3 separate regions of the Mus musculus genome follow, and regions 2 and 3 are each linked to region 1. A link is a contact called in public promoter capture Hi-C data. All regions are on one chromosome and are shown on one strand. Each heading gives the region's core, a stretch centred on a gene start, on an enhancer-like site or on the middle of the called end of the contact. The rest is flanking DNA. Distances are from core to core; before and after follow the strand shown. Region 1 holds the start of Rabep2 (rabaptin, RAB GTPase binding effector protein 2). Region 2 holds the start of Zfp689 (zinc finger protein 689). Region 3 holds the start of Fbrs (fibrosin).

What was found. Promoter capture Hi-C pulls out the DNA fragments that hold promoters and counts their contacts. Capture Hi-C pulls out chosen DNA fragments and counts their contacts.
Region 2: a contact with region 1 is called in a promoter capture Hi-C map of neutrophils, with 5 times the contacts expected there. The contact joins the promoter of Zfp689 here to the promoter of Rabep2 in region 1. A contact is called at or near these places in 3 of 39 promoter capture datasets (liver and neutrophils).
Region 3: a promoter capture Hi-C map of adipose tissue shows a contact between it and region 1, with 2.7 times the contacts expected there. The contact joins the promoter of Fbrs here to the promoter of Rabep2 in region 1. A contact is called at or near these places in 2 of 39 promoter capture datasets (the C10 cell line and pre-B cells), 1 of 115 datasets of contacts at active chromatin or transcription factors (double positive thymocytes) and 3 of 9 other capture datasets (adipose tissue, liver and pancreatic islet).

Annotation. Positions count from the first base shown.
Region 1 is chr7:126,426,737-126,430,457 of GRCm38.p6, forward strand. It overlaps Rabep2 (rabaptin, RAB GTPase binding effector protein 2), which reads left to right and starts at 2,031. Exons shown (of 13, transcript NM_030566.2): 1 at 2,031-2,420; 2 at 2,840-3,049. The coding sequence starts at 2,396.
Region 2 is chr7:127,446,717-127,450,638 of GRCm38.p6, forward strand. It overlaps Zfp689 (zinc finger protein 689), which reads right to left and starts at 2,442. Exons shown (of 3, transcript NM_175163.3): 1 at 1,938-2,442; 2 at 1,647-1,760. The coding sequence starts at 2,142. It overlaps B130055M24Rik (a long non-coding RNA gene), which reads left to right and starts at 1,674. Exons shown (of 2, transcript XR_869949.3): 1 at 1,674-2,855.
Region 3 is chr7:127,477,480-127,481,044 of GRCm38.p6, forward strand. It overlaps Fbrs (fibrosin), which reads left to right and starts at 1,479. Exons shown (of 18, transcript NM_010183.2): 1 at 1,479-2,166; 2 at 2,457-2,636; 3 at 3,388-3,423; 4 at 3,510-3,539. The coding sequence starts at 1,720.

The sequences.
Region 1 (3,721 bases), core at 781-3,280:
GAGAGCTTGGAGTAGGGTTCAGGAATAGGATTCAGAGATAGTAGAGAGAAGCTTCCAGTAGGCAGACAAATAGGGTCAGAGAGCTAAGTGAGAAGATAGCTGGTGACAGCTGAGACAGGAGAAGCAGAGCTGAACAGAGAAGATATTGTTGTTGTTTTTGTTTTTTGTTTTGTTTTTTTTCCGAGACAGGGTTTCTCTGTATAGCTCTGGCTGTCCTGGAACTCACTCTGTAGACCAGGCTGGCCTCGAACTCAGAAATCCGCCTGCCTCTGCCTCCCGAGTGCTGGGATTAAAGGCATGCGCCACCATGCCCGGCTGAGAAGATATTGTAAGGAGCCAGGAGAAGAGTGTATGAAGAAACCACTAAAAGTCGCTGAATATACAGAAAAAAAAATAGAATAAAACTTACACCTAGATCTTTGGATGTGATTCCTTGCCAGAGCAGCCAGGTTGCTGGATTAAAATTCCTCTACAAGGCTAGCCTGTAACCAAGAGGAAATCTGCTTTGCTGTGGGTGCTGAAGCTGTAAACGATGTCATCGGGCTCCCACAGCAAATACTTTTACCCACAATGTAGTCCCTCAATGGCATCCCGCAAAAGATGTCAAAGCGGCAGTCAACCCCAGCCACAATAAAATGCCCTCGCAGAAGCTATCAAAAATGCCAGCTCCTGTCAAAATGGTGGCAGGGAGGAGGCCTTCTCAGCCTGCAGCCATCACAGGAGCTGTCCACTCGGATGCATTTCCTTACCCCCGCCCCCACCTCAGCAGGAGCTGTCCACGGTGGTAACGCCTTTCCTGCCTCGGCCTACACTCTTGGTGAATTACTACAGCAGGAGCTCTCCAGCCTCGCCAGCGGCCCTACAGAGGTGGTGCCTCAGTAAAAGCCGGCTGTGGCCAGGAAGGACTTCCTACCTTAACCCATAGCCTAGATGCAGGAAAAAAGGAAGGCGGGGGGGGGGGGGGGGGGAGTCAACAATCCTTAAGCAGGGAAACCCACCAATCTCTGGGCTTCCCGCAAAACCCCACCAATCCCTGAGCTCCCCAAAGTCAGGACTTGAAATCCCACCAATCCTTAATCTGGAACTCTCTGCCCTGAAAAGCTCCACCCCTAAGAAATCCTATCTAAGCTCTGCCCTCTATTTAATTCCGTGCTGTCTGCTCCTGGGAACAGAGGGCAGCCACCCCTGGATTTGTTCTTCACACCCAGGACCCTCCAATAAATCTCTTTCATGAGATTTTTCAAGGCAGGATCATATCAGCATCCAAGCAGACATTATGCAGAAGGAGCTGAGAGTTCAACATTTTGTTCTGAAGACAGAAGACTGGCTCCCAGGCAGCCGGGGGTGGGGGTCGGGAGGGAGTCTTAAAACCCACACCCACAGTGACATACTTTCTCCAAGAAGGCCATACCCACTCCAACAAAACCACACCTCCAAATAGTGCCACTCCCTGGGCCAAGCATTTTCAAACCACCACAGGCTGTCTGGGGATAATCTGTAGTGGGCTCCCTCTAACACTAAAAGCCCACCAGTAGGCACATAGGAGGAGGAGATAAGGGTTATCTTGCTAGTTCAGGCGTGATGGGTACTACGATTGGGTGTTAGTGCTGGAGAAATGAGGAAGGCATCCTGGTATAAGTACACTGGTGTGCATTCCAAGGAGACCACAAAGAATCAAGGACTTCCAGGTTCAAAGTCTTTTATAGAAAACCGGTTTGGAGGCAGGGGGACCCAGGCTCTGTACTTGTTTGAATTGCTGTGACTCTCCAAAGCGAGAGGTCATACATAATGAGAGATTGACCCAGACCCAGGCTGAAAGATTTACAGCCCTGGGAGTGGAGAAAGAGATTTGCAGGAAGCCATATGAAAATGGGATTGGAGACACGTAGATTTCGCACCTCTGCCACTGACTGCGCCAAGCTTCAGAACGCCAACCCAGCCCTGGCCCGCGGGGCGGAGATGCTGGGCGGGCCGGGCACACTTCGCAGTAACGCGAGTCGGGTTACGGCGGAAGGGCGGCCGGGCGGAGGGAAGGAGGAGGCCGCGCGCAGCGTCCTCTAGGACTAAGACCAGGCGTTCCAGGAGGTGGCCTCGAGTGGAGCCTCAGCAGATCCTCAGCACCAGAGAAGACTACCGCAGACCCGAAGCCCTCGGAGCTTCCAGGGAGCGCGGGAGCGCGGGGGCGGTCCCACGAGGCTGCAAGAAAGGCGGGATCCAGGCCGCGCGTCCACTCGAGTGCAGTCGGCGTCTCTTGACCATCCCGCCCTCCCACCCCCCGCGGCCCCTGCAGAGCCGATCCGGAAACAGCCGAGCGGATCCGGAAACAGCCGAGCGGACCCGGAAGCGGGAGTGCCATCACCAGTGAGTGCGGGAATCCGCCGTTTGGGCTGAGACGATGGCAGCTGCGCCAGCAACCCTAGGTGAGAATCGGGGGCACCGGCGGCCAGGAATCGGTGCGGGAGTTGCGCCGCTGCGCACGTGGGGAGCAGGGGGCTGGGGGCGGAGCCGAATGCGACTGCTGGCGGCAGCCGGCCAGCGCGGAGGCTCGGGAAGGGGGCGGGGCACAGCGCCCACCGGGGTGGGCGTGGCCTACACGGTGGGTGTGTCTGTGGGTGGGGCAGGTAAGGGGGCGAGGCGGGGCCACTGGAAGGGATTGGACGGTCGAGCCAAGTTAGTTGGGACTCCGGGAGGGGCAGGACCAGGGGAATGGGATGAGGTCCTTGTAGATGGAGAGTAGGACTGGGTTACTGGACTGCTGGGTGGCCTGAGGTGTTAGGAGATCGGCAAGCCGTGGGAATAAATCTTGGTCACTGTCCCCCCCACTCCCCGCTCCCCACAGCGCTGGATCCCCAGCCCCAAGAGAAGCAAAAGGATGCATCCGAGTCAAGTGAGCTCAGTCGGCTTCGTGCCGAACTGGCCGGTGCCCTGGCAGAAATGGAAACCATGAAGGCTGTAGCTGAGGTGAGCGAGAGCACCAAGGCGGAGGCAGTGGCTGCAGTGCAGAGACAGTGCCAAGAGGAGGTGGCCTCCCTGCAGGCCATCCTGAAAGGTGAGGCACCCGCTCCCAACACAACCCACCCGACAGCCTGTCTGCCTGCGCCCCTCTAGCAGGGAATGCAGGGCGAGGAGGGCTTCAGATGAGCTTCAGGTAGCTCAACAGAGAAAAGACTGTGTCCCAGAACCTGAGTGCCCCTTTCTATTTTGCAGAGAAACACCACAAGTGTTGTCAGCAACTCTTGTCAGTCACAGCTAAGTGTAGCAATCATCTTTACCCATGATACCCATGGGTATCATTTCTTGTTCTTGCTGACATAAGATCAGCCCAGAATACGAGCCAGAAACTTCGCATTTCTCTGAACCACCCTCATTTTCCTCTGGGCCTCGAGGCTCGAAACTCAGCCTGTTGTCTCTGAGCTTAGTCCTATGATTTCCCTTCCTTCCCAGGTATCCCTACAGCACCCTACACAAATACATGCATCTCCTTCCTTCTCCCCCTCTGTCTCATGGCCTCTGTGGATTGGGAGACACCAGCTTTCTTGGTCCCAGGTCCTCTGCCTTTTCCTGTTCTCCTCTGGGCAGAGGTTAGAGTGTCCTCAAGGATGTCAGACCTGCCCCTACTCTGTTTCCTGGCAGTAGTATTACTATGGCATGCTCTATTGGACTGCTGCTCCAGCCCCTCAGATCTCCCTCTATGGTCTGCCCTTGACCTTGGATTCCATAG
Region 2 (3,922 bases), core at 1,192-3,691, 1.0 Mb after region 1:
TCCCCAGATGTTCTAGTTTTGAAGGCATAAAGGGTCATGGAGAGCAATGAGGCTTGGCACTGTGACTGGAAAGCCCAGACCATTGGTAAACTCACAGCCTCAGTTAAAGTACAAACCTCAGGACTGAAGGGGGGTCATGGAGATAAATTAAGGCCTGGCACCACGTGGCAGGCTCAGTGTCTCTAAAGAGATCCCAAGAAAGGCTCCCGGTGTACCCAGAACTCCGGTGTTTTGGAGAGAGCATTGGCACAGATGACCACTCACAGCAGCTTTAGAGCTTTGTGAGCTGGCTGTGTGTGCAGTGGATGTCAGACGAGTGCCACTGCCAAGCCCTCTGGAGCCTAGAGGAGCAGAGTCTCAGAAGGCTGGCACTGAGCGTCACACGTAGACTTTGGGTTTGATTTTACTGTAACTGTGCACTGGTTATTACTTCTTGGAATAAACAAGTATGTAACTTTTTTTTAATAGGAACCCATAGTTAATTTTAGAGAGGTTTTGGATATGATAGAGAAACTTTGAAAGAGACTAGGTATTTTAAGGAGAGTCTGAATTGAGTGTTTGAATTGAGATCTTGGAATGAACAAAAAACAAAGGTTATGGTTAAAAGGGATGGGTTTGTGTGTCATGCTAACAAGGGGTCAATTGTGCTGACTTGTTTTATGCCAACCTGATCCAAGCTAGAGTGATTTGGGAAGAGGGAACCTCAACGGAGAAAAATGTCCTCACCAGATTGGCCTGTGGTACATCCTTTTCTTTTTTTTTTTGGTTTTTCGAGACAGGGTTTCTCTGTATAGCCCTGGCTGTCCTGGAACTCACTTTGTAGACCAGGCTGGCCTTGAACTCAGAAATCCACCTGCCTCTGCCTCCTGAGTGCTGGGATTAAAGGTGTGTGCCACCATGCCCAGCGTGGTACATTTTCTTAATTAGTGATTGATTAAGGTTGACATGGGAGGGCCCAGCCCACTGTGGGTGGTGCTATCCCTAGGCAGATGTTCCTGAGTGTGTAAGAAAGTAGGAGAGCAAGCAGGAGGCAGCCTTCCTTGTGGCTTTCTGCTTCAGTTCCTGCCTTGATGTTCCTGCCCTGCCCTGCTTTGATGATGGATGTTTACATGAAAATATCAATGAAATAAACCCTCTTCTCCCCAAGCCACTTTTGTTCATGGTGTTTATCACAGCATAGAAACCTCTGACCAAGACAACTCCCAAATATGCAGCTGTTGGTCTAGGAGCACTTTGAGAGAGTTGTAAAAAAAAAAAACAAAAAAACCTTGGACTGTATTTCATCCAGTAGTTCACAAGCCTAGATGAACATTCCAATCAATGGGGCTTTTTCTTTTTTAAAGTCAAGAGTGAACCAGGGGCTAGAGAGAGATGTCTCAGTGGTTAAGGACTCTTTCTAGTCTTCCCAGGACCGATGGGAATTGGAGAAGTTCAATGGAAGCTAAGTCCCGGATCCTGGAAAGCAGTAGTTATCTTTTTCAAAGCTCAGTAATTCACTTATGTCAATGAAGTACCGTTTGTAGTTCGTATGCCCACAGTACAAGCAACCTGGTTAACTCTCATCAGACGACAAATTTAGATTGGGTCGACAGTTTAGGGCATTACTCAGGAAGGCAGTATGGTTTTCGTGGGTATTTTTCACTCACTTCTCTGGAATGTTACCCATCTCCGGTACTCCTGCGGATCTAGGGCTGCTGGTTCCCAGTCATCGGTATTTCGTTCCAACCAGGAGATGAGAGCTGGTTTGGGACCTGCGCATCCTGGGGAAGGAGAACCAGTCAGAGAGCTGGCCCGAAGAAAGGATGCTAAAAAATAAACGCCAACCCCTAACAAGCCGATCGCAGGTCAGGACCCTAGGCTCCCTGCCCCCACTCTACCCCGCCCTCAAGCTCCATCATCCCTTAGGCCCCGCGTAAGCAGATTGGGCCGGGCCTCACCGAGCGCGCCCAGGAGGCCGTAGGTCTCGCGCATCACATCCCGGTACAGAGTCCTCTGAGCGGGCTGCAGACACCCCCACTCCTCCGAGGAGAAGTACACGGCCACGTCCACGAACTTCAAGGCCCTTGGCCTCCTGCCCCTTTTCCGAGTAGGTCCAGCCTCTCCGACTGCCCGCAGGAGAAGCGGAGCCGAAGGTGGCGCCATCGGACCTGCTCCCCGGCCTTGCCACGGGGACCCGGAGACCTAGAAGCTCCGTCGGGAAGGCCCGGAGGAAATCTGAATCGGCTGCCTGAGGGGCCGGGCGGCCCGACACAGACCGTTATTCAGGGAACTCCCGCTGGAACTTGGGTGAGAGGCACCGGAAGATGCCTTCGGGGAAGATGGCGGCGCTGCTCCTGCACCACCGCTGCCTAGAACACAGGCAGGTTCCAGCTATCGATTTTATTGACCCGAACGCCATGCCGACTTCTTAACCTCCTTGCCCTAAAGTGTAATGGCGCTGCGAGATGGCTTCTTGCCTACTTTCCTCCTATCTATTGCATTCGTTTATTGGTTGGTAGCTGAAGATCGGGCGTTCTGATTGGTCATCAATGAAGGCGGCCCATTTGAATGAAGCCAACGGATTCTTAAGGGCAAGAAGGTGGATCCTGTGTCTCTAAGCCGGTTGTGAGAAGTCTTATGAATGGGAGGCTTTTCTTGTGTTCTCCAACGCTTGTTTGCCCTACTTGGAGAAGACGTTTCTACAGGTCTTCCAAAGGGAAAGTCACACAGTGACAACATGGATTTTTGAACAGCTACATCCTACGATCATAAAGGTGTCACAGCCAGGAATTCTGAAAAGTACTAGATGAGAAGGGAGCGGTGGTAAGGATCTGGTGCACAAAAGGCGCGTCTGGTAAAATTGAATGACTAGAATGGTAAGTTGACTGGTCTTGTACCTTGGGCAGCTCCTAAGTAGTCTATAGAAGTGAATGGCCTACCTGAGTACCAAGGAAGTTCGCTTGTTTAGAGGTGAGACCAATAGCTTTGGGCTTACCCTTTCTTTGTACAGTGGAATGCACATTTAGGCTACCAGGGGGAACAAAAGACAGATGGCTAGTTGATCCTTTCATTTATAATGAAGCAGGGAAATCACCCCTGTACCGTTGCTTTCCGAAATAGTGCAGCTGTGTCAACGTGTGTCAGGAGTGCATGGGCAACATAGACCCTGTTTTTAAATGAAGAGTGTATAGCCCAGTGGCAGGCATTTGCCTAGCATGCATGGGGCCCAAAGTTCTATAAAAGTATTTTTAAAATAGATACCCAGGACTGGGTATGAAGCCGAACCTATTGCTCCTTTCTGAATAATTATCAGGTAAGGAAGACTGCACAGAGGGTAAATAGGATTCGCACATCTAGAGGCCACACAGAGAGGCTGTGCCTTCGCTGCTGAGAGCCAGCCAAGCACCTGGACTATTCGAGTAGATGGTGTCTGAAACTTTATGTCTAGAGTCCTGGACTCCCCCCTCCATAGAGAACTACAACAAAAATCATAAGACAGCCGGGTGCAGTGGCACGCACCATTAATTCCCAGCACTTGGGAGGAAAAGGCAGGTAGATCTCTTGAGTTTGAGGACATCCTGGTCTACAAAGTGAGTTCCAGGCTATCCGGGGCTATCTCAAAACCAGCCTGCCTCAAAAAACAAATGAACAATAAAACCCCCACAAATCTGGATCAGCTTCCTCAAAATCTGTTACTAGACATAGGAATGAAATCCAAACATGGAATGTCTTCTTTGTGGCTCTAGCAACTCTTATGTTGGGCAAAACGCTTTAAGACTAATTTCTCCCCAGCTGGAGAAGTGGCTCAGTGGTTAAGAGCACTTGTTCTGGGGCTGGAGAGATGACTCAGCAGTTATGAGCACTGATTGCTCTTCCAAAGGTCCTGAGTTCAAATCCCAGCAACCATATGGTGGCTCACAACCATCTGTGATGAGATCAGATG
Region 3 (3,565 bases), core at 229-2,728, 1.1 Mb after region 1:
AGTGCTGCAGTTGGTGGCACAGTGGCCAGGACCTTCACTCTGGAGCTAGAATCCTGGCAGTTTGTATACAGATACCTTTGGTAAAATGGATCGGAGAGCAAATATTTACCTCGGAACTCATTACCAAGTGAATTAATGTGAGAGAGTACTTCGCACTGGAGTGCAAAGTGTTTATTATTGTTGAGCACAGGAAGGGACGGCCACTGGGAGCTTGGTCTCCGCCCCACCTCTGACTCTCGCGGATCGTGCTTGGGTTTTCTGAGACGCCACGGTAGACAGATCCGCCCAAAGACGGGCAGAAGGCATTAGCGCCATGCGCTTGCGCGAAATACCAACAGGCAAAAAGGCAGCCACTACACACCAGAAAAGCGCACCTAGGACAGCCTAACGCCTACCAGTGGCCTGCTGCCTACCACTCCAGGCACCACCTCCCAGTGCCTCGCACTGTCTCTCAGTAGATGGCCAATAAACAGAGAGCAGGAAGAGGCGGGTGGCCTAAGGAACTGCTCCAAACACCTACTTCGGACCAGTCCAGTCACAAGACCTGGGGAGGGCGGGGCTAACCTGACAACCCAATCCCACATTTGAAGGCTGTTACGTCCGGCACTCCGGCGACTTTGACTCCGCCCTTTGCATTGACGTTTACTTGCCAACCTATAAACGACTGAGCCTCGGAGGGAGGGGGAAGGAGGCGGAGAGAGGAAGGAGGCGTTGGCTGAGGAGGAAGAGGGAGGAGGGGCAGGGAAGTTCTGGTGGAGAAGAGCCGTAGACGCCGAAGAAGACAACAGGAGGATACGGCGGAGTTCCTCACTGTCCAGTGGCCTTTCCGGATCCTTCTAGCTACAAGCCGGTTAGGAACGGAGGAAAGGAGGAAGAGTCTTTTATGTCGGAGGACAGAGAGAGAAGCTCTATCCGTCACCGTTGCCTCACATCCGGGACTTTGGACGGCAGGCTCCGCCCCCTTGCACCTTTCAAGGCTACGGGAGGCGGAGACCTCGTTAAATCTCCTTAAAGGGGTGGGTACCGAACTCGGCCGACTCCAACGCCAGTCTTAAAGGGGACAGCAGAAGCTGACAAACAACTCCTGCTGGAAGAATTGGGGCAAGTGGAGTTTTCCTACCTCCTGCCCCACGCAAGAAGTTCATTAAATTCATCTTAAAGGGGAAGTGACAGCCTGTGAAGGGCTAGAAACTTAGCTACGCTCTCTAAAAAGGGACGACTCGCTGTTTGAAGGCCTCTGGACTCTTTAAAGGGGTGGCCTCTTTCAGCCGGAGGACTTGAGACACTTTTAAAGGGGAAGTCGTGCTTTCCGCCCCTTTTAAAGGGGTGGTCCTTCCTCTTCCTCTGGGAGACTTGCCTCGACCCCTGGCACGGGGCCGCCACCGCACTAGACCAGCCGGACACGGTGGAGTCGTCTTAAAGGGGCCGGGGGCTGGACAATTTGAGGCCTCGCCTTAAAGGGACGGCCGCCCAGTTTTAGTCGTCGCGGCCCCGCCAGCCCTACAGGGGGGGCCTTCAGGCTTGTCGCCCCGGGGGCGGCGCCGGCTCTCTGGGCCTTGGCCTTGGGGCAAGCCAGAGGCCAGCGGATCCTGTTTTAAAGAGGAAGCCGGAGCTCTCCCGTCCCTGTGCAAGCGCCAGCGCCGCGCTCGCGACCCGGGGCCTGTGGACAGGCCGCTTCGGGCCCCGCCGCCTCCGGATGCGGCGCTGAGGGCCGTCACCATGGAGACGGCCGCGGCCCCAGGCCCGGGCTGGGCAGCTGAAGGGGAGCGGCGACGGAGACGCTGCTCGCGGCGAGACCGTGATCGGGAGCAGCGGCGCCGCCGAGGTCCAGGCGGTGACGCGCCCCGGGCCTTGTTGGCCGCCCCGCGAGGCTCTTCATCCTCCTCGTCACCGCCGCCGCCCGCCCGTCCCTGGTCGTCAGCTTCATCTGGAGAGCGGCCTGGGGGCCTACGACGGCGGCGGCCCCGACCCAGGCCTCGACCCCCGAGACCGCGAGCTCGGAAGCGGCCTGCCGGTTCGGGCAGCCGCGGAGAGGAAGAGGACGAGGAGGAAGAGGGGGGCGCAGACGACGGAGAAGCCGAGGAGGAGCCTGAGGAGGAGGAAGAGGAGGAAGACCTGATCGATGGTTTTGCCATCGCTAGCTTTGCCAGCCTTGAGGCCTTGCAGGTGTGCCCTAATGGGATTTGGGGGTCTTTGGGAGGTGGGTCAGAAGGGCAGAGAGAAGGGTATAGCCCTTACAGAGGATGGGGTTGAGGGGGCAGTGGTGACACCCCAAACCAGAGCAACCGGCTCCTCTTGCCGGGTTTCTGCCCCACCCTGGGGTGGGAGGAGGTAGAGCTAGTGTCTGGGGACTACCTAGGTTCCCCTGCTTGAGAGGCACTTGAGTAACTTGGTCACCCTTAGAGAGTTAAGGAGCTTTTCTTTCTCCAACCACATTTCCACCACCTCTTCTACAGAAGGATGCATCTCTTCAGCCCCCAGAACGACTGGAACATCGGCTGAAGCATTCTGGGAAACGGAAGAGGGGGGGCTCCAGTGGGGCCACTGGGGAACCAGGGGACAGCTCAGACCGTGAGCCTGGCCGACCCTCTGGGGATAGGCCCCGTAAATGGCCCAATAAGCGAAGAAGGAAAGAGGTGAGCATGTCCCAGATTCCAGTCCTTCCAATTTGTTCAGTCGGAATATATCATTCCTGTAGACTGACTTCCCACGAGCATCACAACTGCCGATCCCAGCAGTAATCCTAGTGTCTAGGAGCACAGGGGAAGGCAGAACAAATTGGACAGCAGCCCCATCTCCAATCCAGGTCTGAAGGACCTAACTAGAGTCAAACTCACTTGCTTTTGCTTGTGCTATGTATACTACTAACAAGCTGATAATTCAAGAGATACATCAAAGACAGCTGAATTATAAATAAGAGATGTCCTGTCCTTTCCTCTAGCTGGTGGCAGCCTAAGGGGAAAGAAACAGCCAAAAAGCAAGCACCTAGACTAGCTTGAGCAGCTGTGTAAGGCAGTGATCTGGGAGAGATCTAGGCAAAGTGCTACAGAAACCCACATGAGGAAGCCACTCATTCTGTCTGGGGGATGGGCAGAGGGTTGCGGTTAGGGAAAGCCCCCTAGAACGTCTTGGGCCCCAGTGTAGTCAGAAGTTTGCTGAGGAAAGAAGTGAGGAAAAGTTGTTTTGAATACAGTTTTAAGATTTGAGAACCTAGAGTATTAGGAAAATAGTAAGCTGGTTGGTAGCGGAGGTGGAAGTAAACAGAGAAACAAGAGCATGATGGAGAGTAGCTTTTAAGTCCTCTTGAAGGTCTTGCTGGGAGTAGTGGCTTTGTACAGTTGCTTGGTCAGTCAGCCTCCCTTACTTCTGGACTCTGGTCTTTCTCAGGCCTTCTCCCGTCACTCTCTGGAAGCTGGATATATAGTAAGTGTCACCTACCTGTAATGGCCCATCCCTTCCCTGTTGGGTCCCTCTCCTATCCCCTGATGTCTTTCTCTTTATCTTCTCAGTGTGACGCAGAAAGTGATCTGGATGAGAGGGTGAGTGGGGCCAGGAGCTGTTGGGT